Linked DNA regions of Aedes albopictus: region 1 is linked to region 2. Evidence: chromatin contacts called from public Hi-C data. All regions are on one chromosome and are shown on one strand. Each heading gives the region's core, a stretch centred on a gene start, on an enhancer-like site or on the middle of the called end of the contact. The rest is flanking DNA. Distances are from core to core; before and after follow the strand shown. Region 1 holds the start of LOC109408222 (JNK-interacting protein 3). Region 2 holds the start of LOC109408889 (vacuole membrane protein 1).

Region 1 (4,660 bases), core at 723-3,222, 140 kb before region 2:
GAAGCGATGGTGGAAGAAATGCGCTCGATCGAGTCGAACGGTACGTGGCAGTTGGTGGACCTTCCAGCCGGCCGAAAAGCAGTTGGCTCAAAGTGGGTCTACAAAATCAAGCGTAACGCGGATGGAGAAGTGGCCCACTTCAAAGCAAGACTCGTCGCACAGGGATACAGCCAGCAGTACGGAACAGATTATGACCAAGTGTTCGCTCCAGTGGTTCGTCAAACCACCTTCCGGACTCTACTGGCTGTGGCGGCGAAGCAAGGTATGACGGTGCGACAGTTCGACGTCAAGACTGCGTTTTTGTACGGAAACCTCGATGAAGAAATATACCTTCGTCAACCTCCAGGATTCGTCGTGCAAGGGGAAGAACGAAAGGTGTACAAGCTGCGAAAAAGCTTATATGGCCTGAAGCAAGCGGCCAGATCGTGGAACAGCACACTGCACTCCGAATTGGAACGACTGGGATTCCAGCGGTGTGACTCGGACCCATGCCTCTACAGGAAGAAGGAGAATCATCGTTGGTGCTACGTGTTGGTGTACGTCGACGACTTGATTGTGGCATGTGAGAACGAGAGGACCATAGACCGCTGCATCGGAGCTTTGCGGAAAAAGTTCACCATCGAGTCCCTGGGTGATGTTCAATGGTACTTGGGCATCAACGTGAAACGTGATGAGGATGGCGATTTCTCCATCAACCAGGAGCAGTACATCGGCGAAATTGTGCGGTCTTGTGGCTTGGAAGATGCGAAGGATTCCAAGGTTCCATTGGATCCAGGATACTACAAGCAAGAACCTAGTGCATCCCTCCCAAACAACGTGGAGTATCAGAAGCTGTTGGGACAACTCCTGTAAGTCTCGGTTAACTCCCGACCGGACATTTCAGCAGCGGTGTCGATCCTAAGCCGGAAGACGAGCAACCCATCTCAAAATGATTGGCTGGAGCTCGAGCGTGTTGCACGGTACCTGAAGGGAACGAGTGACTACTGGTTGCGTCTGAGCGGCAACAATCGACGAAGTGGTTTAGTTGGCTTCTCTGATGCCGACTGGGCAGAGCATAGGCAAGATCGGAAATCGAACAGCGGTATGGTGATCCAATTCAACGGCGGTACGATCAGCTGGGCATGCAGAAAACAGTCGTGCGTTTCATTGTCCACTGCGGAGGCGGAATTTGTTGCTTTGGCCGAGGCTACACAAGAAATGTTGTGGGTGAAACGACTCCTCGGTGATCTCGGAGAGGAGCAGCAAGATCCGGTATTGTACGAAGACAACCAAAGCGCTTTGAAGATGTTGGACGTCGGTAAGTTCAGCAACAGAACGAAGCACATCGCTACCAAATACCATTTCGTGCGGGACATCAAGACATCTGGCGAGATCTGTTTCGTTTATTGCCCGACGAAGGACATGGTTTCTGATTTGCTGACGAAACCCATCGGAGGAACCAGATTGGCACAGTTGAGGACCATGTGCGGATTGCAAGATCAGCGTTGAGGAGGAGTGTTCATCAAGTCATGCTGCTTAGCAACGCTGAATGAATACTCTAACAATATCGTAGTAGTCCATATCTGTAAAATGAAAATTTTTCTTTAGTCATTAATAAAACCTAGAATTGTAAAGACGTTTTCCCTTTCATTCCGAGTCTGAAAGCCAATAAAGCTGTGAGAGGATTTTACGTCATAGATCGGCCTTATAAAATTAATTCGAATAATTAAAGGCCGTTTCATAAGTTGGGCCTTATGACAATCTTAAGTTTATTTGGCTGAGTGTATGGTTAAACAATTATCAATCAAATTTCTACACATGAATGGATGAAAGCTCCAGTAGAGATAAGGAGATGCCTATAGCTGTCGCGTTCTTTTACTCATTTTATGTTTTAGTCTGCGACTGTGTAAGTACCCAATAAGTGAACCCACATTGACACTTCATTTCAATGTCAAACAGGGCTAACAATTTTGATCGTGTAGCAACATTCACATTGCGCAAAAGCCGATTTACCCATAGTTGAGTTTGTTTCTGTCAGCGTACGTAGCTGTGCATATTTCGGGCGCTGGGCAATAAGAAAATCGAAATAATAATATTGTCGAGAGATTCCAACAACTGGCTGGTCAGAAGTTTATACTGCTAATAGAATTATGTAAAAATCATGCATTGTTTGTAGTTTTCGCAAGTTTGGAAGGCCGTATTTGATCGAGAAAAGTGTATAAATTGTTCCCGAGTGCGTGTATCTGCGATTCTAGTCATTCAAAATGGAAGCAGAAGGAGGTGATTCGGAAATTGTTTATGGAACGCACGATGACGCTGCAATGGTGATGTCTGAAAAAGTGGGTATCGAAATTAGATTTGCCAAGGCTATTCGTTGTTTTCTGTGCATATTTCCTGGCAGGGGATTAGTGTTTGCACAATTAGGATCATGTGTGCTGGGAGGATCAAGGCGAAAACTTATTTTGGTGTGATTCATTTTTTCTTTCTTATATGAAATCTCTTGTTGGAAGATTTTGACAACCTGCTGTCAAAAATTTTATTACAAAGAATTGTTTTGATCGTATGTCGAGTCATCTGTTGTATGACTGCATGCAAATATTTGTGTAAGTATAATGTTGCAGCACTGTTTAGTTGTGCAACATTTTCCCATGCAACATAAATGAGTTTTGGTCATTTTGGTTCTTGTTTTGGGTTTAATGGAATTGTTTGCATTATTCTTATTTGTTGAAATTTCTTTTGTTTGAGAACCTATTCATTAATATTTATCTTTTGTAGGTACAATCACTAGCCGGCTCAATTTACCAGGAGTTTGAGCGCATGATATCGCGTTATGATGAGGACGTCGTTAAATCCCTTATGCCATTACTCGTAAATGTTCTGGAGTGCTTAGATGCTGCTTATCAAAATAATCAAGAGCAAGATGTTGAGCTGGAATTGCTACGGGAAGATAACGAGCAGCTGGTCACACAATACGAACGAGAGAAAAATGCTCGAAAACAAGCTGAGCAAAAGCTTCTGGAGACCGAAGATTTGGCCGAACAAGAGAATAAAGAACTGGCAAGTCGATTGGAATCTTTGGAAAGTATTGTGCGTATGCTTGAGCTGAAGCATAAAAATAGTATGGATCATTCTAGTCGATTGGAAGAAAGAGAAGGTGAACTAAAGAAAGAGTATAACAAACTTCACGAGCGTTATACAGAGCTATTCAAAACGCATGTTGACTATATGGAACGTGCTAAGATTATGATGGGAAATTCCAACCATTCCCAAGTCAGTGGTGCGTCTGAACGATTAAATCTTCATACTTCGAGATTGATTCCAATCGCCCGATCGTCCGGTCCAGTATCCTATGGATTTACATCGTTGGAAAATTCCACAATGCTCGATTCAGATGTCGTGTGTAGTGGGGAAAGTAGCAATGGCTCAGGGCCACCTTCATTGCATAACGAGCTTGATCAGATCGTTACCGCCGAAAAATCGTCCGAGACGGAGAAAATGCAGCAGGTTAATCAAGCTACGTCTCCGGAGAGTGAGGCATCAAAACCGGTCATGACAAACTCAATTGGTGGAAAAACTACCACCAAGAAAGAGCAAAGATCTGGAAATACTCTCTACCAGGAACTGTCGTTCCAGGACGACACCGTCGAAAGTGAAGAGGCTGAAATTACAGGGGGATGGGTGCATCCAGGAGACTATGCTTCTTCAGGTAAGCAACGACACAGTTTTTTTTTGTAAAACTTTTATTATTTAATAAGGCCACTGATACATCTGGAAACCAAACAATTGGACATAAAAAAATTGTTTAATTATTGGATGATTTTATATGATATTTGACCAAAAATGATGTCAAACACACATTAATTTTGAATGCCTAATTTTGAATCACTTCTCTTGAGATTTGCTCACGCAAAGAATAATAAGATTGTTTCAAATAAGAAGACAACAATTAGGTAGGTTTATTCTCTGTTAAAACTAAAAAAAACTTGGTTTGCGCAGCGAGAAACTAAACTAAGATAAATCTTACTATTGTTGTGTCCATCTGTTTTTCCGGAATATGCTTTTCCATCACCTGCACCGACTCTTCAATCAACCATTGATTATTAATTCAAAATTAATCTATCCATTTTTGCTTGACATTACTAACTTTACTAATACATTTTTTCAATTTTCAGTCAACGACAACTTCTTTGGTAAGTATGGTTTTCCCCTTTTTTACTACGGGTCAGTCATTAACTGCTTTGGCATGCCTAACAAGCAAATAAATAAATGTTTTAAATAATAATGATATAATATGGTGGTGTTGTAACATTTCCCGGAAGCGAACACTTTTCGTATGTGGTTTTCTTGGAATGACGTGGACTTTTTGGGAAATGTTACATTCAAAAAATACAACATACCATAATAGCATTCCGAGAAGTATGATAGCCAACATATTATATAGCATTTTTTTTACAAAATAAGAACTATTCTAAACTTTATGTGGCATGTCAAAGAGTTACTACCTAATCGTCACGGGTCTGATACTACTGTGATAGTTGCACTTTACAACTTAGTGGACAACAGAATACATTTTAATACATCTCACTCTATTTCAGGAATGGGTAAAGAAGTGGAGAACCTTATAATGGAAAATAATGAGCTGCTAGCTACCAAGTGAGTGTAAACGTTAAATTCTTTGAAA
Region 2 (4,798 bases), core at 1,732-4,231:
GGAGTTTTCGAGAGACGGGTGCTAAGGACGATCTTCGGCGGCGTGCAGGAGAACGGTGTGTGGCGGAGTAGGATGAACCACGAGCTCACTGCACTTTACGGCGCACGCAGCATCCAGAAAGTGGCCAAAGCCGGAAGGATACGATGGGCAGGGCATGTTGCAAGAATGCCGGACAACAACCCTTCAAAGTTGGTGTTTGCTAACCATCCGGTTGGTACAAGAAGGCGTGGAGTGCAGAGAGCACGATGTGCAGATCAGGTGGAGCGTGATCTGGCGAGTGTTGGGCGTGACCGACGTTGGAGAGCTGCAGCTGCAAATCGAGTATTATGGCGGCAAATTGTTGATTCAGTATTATCATGAATTTGATGTTAACTAAATAAATGAATGAATGATTCCCGTAACGTGGGTAGATCACCTTATAATGGTGCGTTACGGCGTAAGATCTACCATAACAAATTTTGATCTTGTATTTTTTTCGCTTTGTTAATTTAAATGCAGAAAAATTCCAAGATCACAATTTGCTCTACTTTTTTTTTCTTTTACATGTTATGTTTTTTATTGTTAATAAACCATTTCTTTCAGGAGGATTCAGGTAATTTGTAATTATGTAACTGTTGTGAGCCTATCACCATTTAAAAATCTATAATTTTACTTTTTATTTCAGATTTGGAATCGAACACCCAACAAGGAATTAGGAAAGGAACCAGGCATCAACCAAAAATATTGCGTGCACCTGAACGTTGACCAAACGTTTCCTTTGAACTTACCCTTCCACTAACATCCAAATTCCCGTGACGCCTAGGCCTGAAAGAATGTAGAGGTCTCTATGTACTTTCATAGGTGTCCAACTAATCTTCCTTTCCCATCCCTCAGCTGTCGCAAGGACGTGGCCAGGACAGCACTCGACCGTTGGAGGATTGAGTCAATCTTGTCTAAGAGTCAGAGATTAGTCCCAAATCTTTGTGCTTTGATAACGGACAGGAAAGATGCAACCCTCATAACAGCGATCCAGGGCTGTACCACCTACGAATTTGTGCGACTTGCTTAATGCTAATGCTAATGCTAACTAAATAAATGAATGAATGATCAACAAGCGATGTTTGTTTTATTGCTCTCATCGAATGACATGCGTTTGTTGCGGAGCGCCTTTGTTACCAACATGCACCGCTTAGGACAAAGCTTTTGTTTTTCGGCGTGATCCGTTTTTCGTACCCTGTCCATGATGCTATTTTGGAAACCAATCCACTAGATGTCAAATCCACAATATATATGTTAAATACAAATAATACAACAATAATTTTAATAAGTGTAATAAGGGTTCTGTTCACCATAGGTGGATTTAATCGGGTTTTTATTATTATATTCGCTTGTTATCTTGCATGAGCTTTTGATCAGTCTATGGGAAATTATTTTTCAATAAATAATGCTGACCTCATATAAAATGTATACTAGCAGGTTATTGTTTTCAACAAAATTATGAATAACAAATTACGAATAAACAGGAATTCTATGAAAACTAACAACATGTTGAATGAAAGCTTTGAATTTATATATTGTGGGAAAAATGCAAGAACCGGACAGCCAAAATAACTAGCTAATGCCAAAACTGATTAACATAGTATCTAGATATATCATTTTTGTCCTTTTTACACCATAACTATGAATACCTGAGACATGAATACCAAATACTTCGGAGCTAATTTATTCGACTGATTAAGAGATATTAGACAAAGTGTATCTCGCTGATTTTCTTATCCATTTGTTAATCGATTCAAGATCTTTTGGCAGCTAACAAAAGATACACTATTCCAGAATATATAAGCTATTTTTTAAATATTCCATACAAGATTCTAAGAAGAGTCTGGCATTTCTGGTAGTTTAGTCTATGGTCCATGATGCTATTTTGGAAACCAATCCACTAGATGCCAAATCCACAATATTTTCTAGAACTTGGGTCAATCACACAAAATAAATATGTTAAATACAAATAATACAACACTAATTTTAATAAGTGTAAGAAAGGTTCTGTTCACCATATGTGGATTAAATCGGTTTTTTTCAACCAAGATAAATTATACGACAAGTTTCAGGCAATTTGGTCCATAAAAAACCCTAATTTCAACCTGCCCCCAAAGTCATCCTATATCAAATTGCATTATGCCAAACCGAACGAATCCAAGCCATTCAGTCAGCGTGCATCAGCTGATAAGCTCTTTGTTTACCATGCGTACTTTGTTCGATTAGAATTTTGACGCACACTGATGTATGTATAAGCCTGTTGTGCATACATACAGTGCGATGGAATAATCAGAACACGAGGAAAACAGAACGAATACTATCATTCATGGAGAGGATACCCCAATCATGCTAATTGAGTACTAATGAAGTATCATTATTTTATAATAAATACAACTGAAGGAGTTAACATATAAGGTTTACTACAAAAATACGACTTCCATACAACTAATGGTAGTTATTGAAGAGACAATTTTAAGATCATTAACAGAGGCAATAAGTCTGCCTGGAGCTACGTAATTTATGTAACAGAACAATGTAATATACTGAATCCAGTAATTCAGGCAGCCGATCGATAATATCTGTCTAGCCATCTCATAGTAAATCGCTAGCCATCATACAATCCGCTCCGCAATGAAATTTCCTGTTTCCTTCAAATCGAGAGGAGTCAATGAAAAATCGATTGCCAATGACAATGCAGTGCACTGTGCCGTAGACGACGAGGGTGTCGTCAGCAAGTCTGGTGCATTTGGTTTGTGTTTTGAACCGTCTTTCATACTTACATTTTTCGACTTTGGCCAATATTCCGAATGATAGACGAAAAAATCCACAGCAGCGCACTTTTTCCGAATACCAATGCAATATTTTTCCTAAAATAACTCACTAAACATCACGCCACCGTCGATCATTCCACTCTTGACTTTTTCACGCGAGTCTTCTTTTTGTGAAGTTCAGCACGACAAACCGAAAAGGCGTGTCCTTTTTGAACGAAGAAACGTCAACGGGTGCACGCGTAATAAAAAAGAGCCAGAAAATGGTTTAGAGAGGAAAATCATACATTGAGCACAATGGTCAAAAAAAGTAAAGGACTGGTAAAAATGTGCGATGATTGATTATGAAGCTGTTCCATCTGTTCAACATGGTGCTCCCATATTGTTCCGTGCAGTTGAAAATCGGAATTTTTGACAAGCGAAAATCGATTTTTCGATTCGAACGTACGTCGGGCATGGATTACTGCACAAATTTATACTGGCCTGTTTCACACGAAATTTAACGTTTGAGAGGTGTTGGCACCGATCAAACATCAGACTTTCTGTGAGAGTAAGCAGGCCAGCATATATTCGTGCAGTGGACCATACACTTACTGAAAGACGGCTTGTGGTAATGAGGGTCTGTTCATAAAGCGGCGTCAAGGTCGCAATTTTTTCCGCAATCAAGATCGCAGATTGTGAACAATCCTCGGTACCCACTTTACGTAAAATTTGGCCACCTCAGACCCCCCCCCCTCCCCCCTCGTCGACAAAAATTTTGAAAATTGTATGAAGCGTAGACTTTGGCCAGAAACCACCCACCTCCCCCCAAAAAGTCTACGTGGTTTATGAACGGCCTCCAAGGAATCATAATAGTCTATTTTACGAAACGACAACAGTGTTGATATTGATATTAACACTCACGGGCTTAGGCGCAACCTCTTGTCAAATTTTCATTCATGAAATGAGCGATCAGCTGATCCGAAACGTCTCGTAAAATGGCTCATACCCACGCTTTTTTTTATTTTTTTTATTGATGCACAAGGGGGTCATAGCATAGTATTAAATCTATGGTCATAGGGCCAAGTCTCCAATGCAAGTCCGAGAGCTCGCATTGTCCATAATACACCTTTGAATGAGCCATTTTACGAGACGTTTCGGATCAGCTGATCGCTCATTTCATGAATGAAAATTTGACAGGAGGTTGCGCCCAAGCACGTGAGTGTTAATAATTAATATCAATATTGTTGTCGTTTCGTAAAATAGACTATTTGGGAGTAGGCATAGCAACCTCTTTAGCCCTGCGGATTTTAAGTTTTGCGTAGCCTTAAGAACAAACGTCTTGAAATCCCGCTTCAGCAGTGCATCACAACTTCAGACGCACAAATCTCAAGAAACAAGTTTCAAACAACAATGCATTTTATTATTCTGTTCTTGCTCACCTGTCATAAGCTTAAAATAAAAAGATCAGGTGCGCTGGTTTTGTTTACAAAGAGATTTATGAACTCGAAACCGTGAGTAGGTGCCAAAGTCGGCCATTATGGCGGCCATTTTGGGATTACAACAAGTCTGTCCTTAAAGGATTGAAAAAGGTGGGAAATCGATGTGGTGTATTGAGCTGTAAGAGAATGTGTTGTTAGTTAAATGGTCAACGTAATTTACCTTTGGGTCGCTTGTATGGGGTAAGCGTTTTGAACATACTGGTTTTGCTGGGTTGCTCTTTCCTATTTTTGTTCGATTGTGTTGTTTTTTGTGGTAGGTAATTTCATTTTGCGGCATTTGGTGGGGCAAATGAGAACGCAAGTCAGTCCAAAGCCGATGATAAGGAAGGGTAAATAGTCTTTGCTGACCACATAAACGCCATGGGATAGAAAAAGGGTATTTTGGTGTTGGTACAGACTTGACAATATCAATGCTATTCAGATGCAAAATAATTTTAAGGCTCAAAAGTGAATCGCATACCTTCCAAAACCAAAAAAAAAACAAAAATCCACAAAATGCCAAGCAAGTCAGAGAAAAAAAAAGCCCGATTG

What was found. A called contact is a pair of places that touch in the nucleus more often than the background predicts.
Region 1: a Hi-C map of whole body shows a contact between it and region 2, with 4 times the contacts expected there. The contact joins the promoter of LOC109408222 here to the promoter of LOC109408889 in region 2. A contact is called at or near these places in 2 of 3 Hi-C or Micro-C datasets (embryo and whole body).

What each region holds. Positions count from the first base shown.
Region 1 is chr2:286,201,614-286,206,273 of AalbF5, reverse strand. LOC109408222 (JNK-interacting protein 3) reads left to right here and starts at 1,972. Exons shown (of 12, transcript XM_062852005.1): 1 at 1,972-2,101; 2 at 2,156-2,318; 3 at 2,755-3,685; 4 at 4,152-4,169; 5 at 4,575-4,632. The coding sequence starts at 2,244.
Region 2 is chr2:286,064,281-286,069,078 of AalbF5, reverse strand. LOC109408889 (vacuole membrane protein 1) reads right to left here and starts at 2,981. Exons shown (of 6, transcript XM_029872937.2): 1 at 2,799-2,981.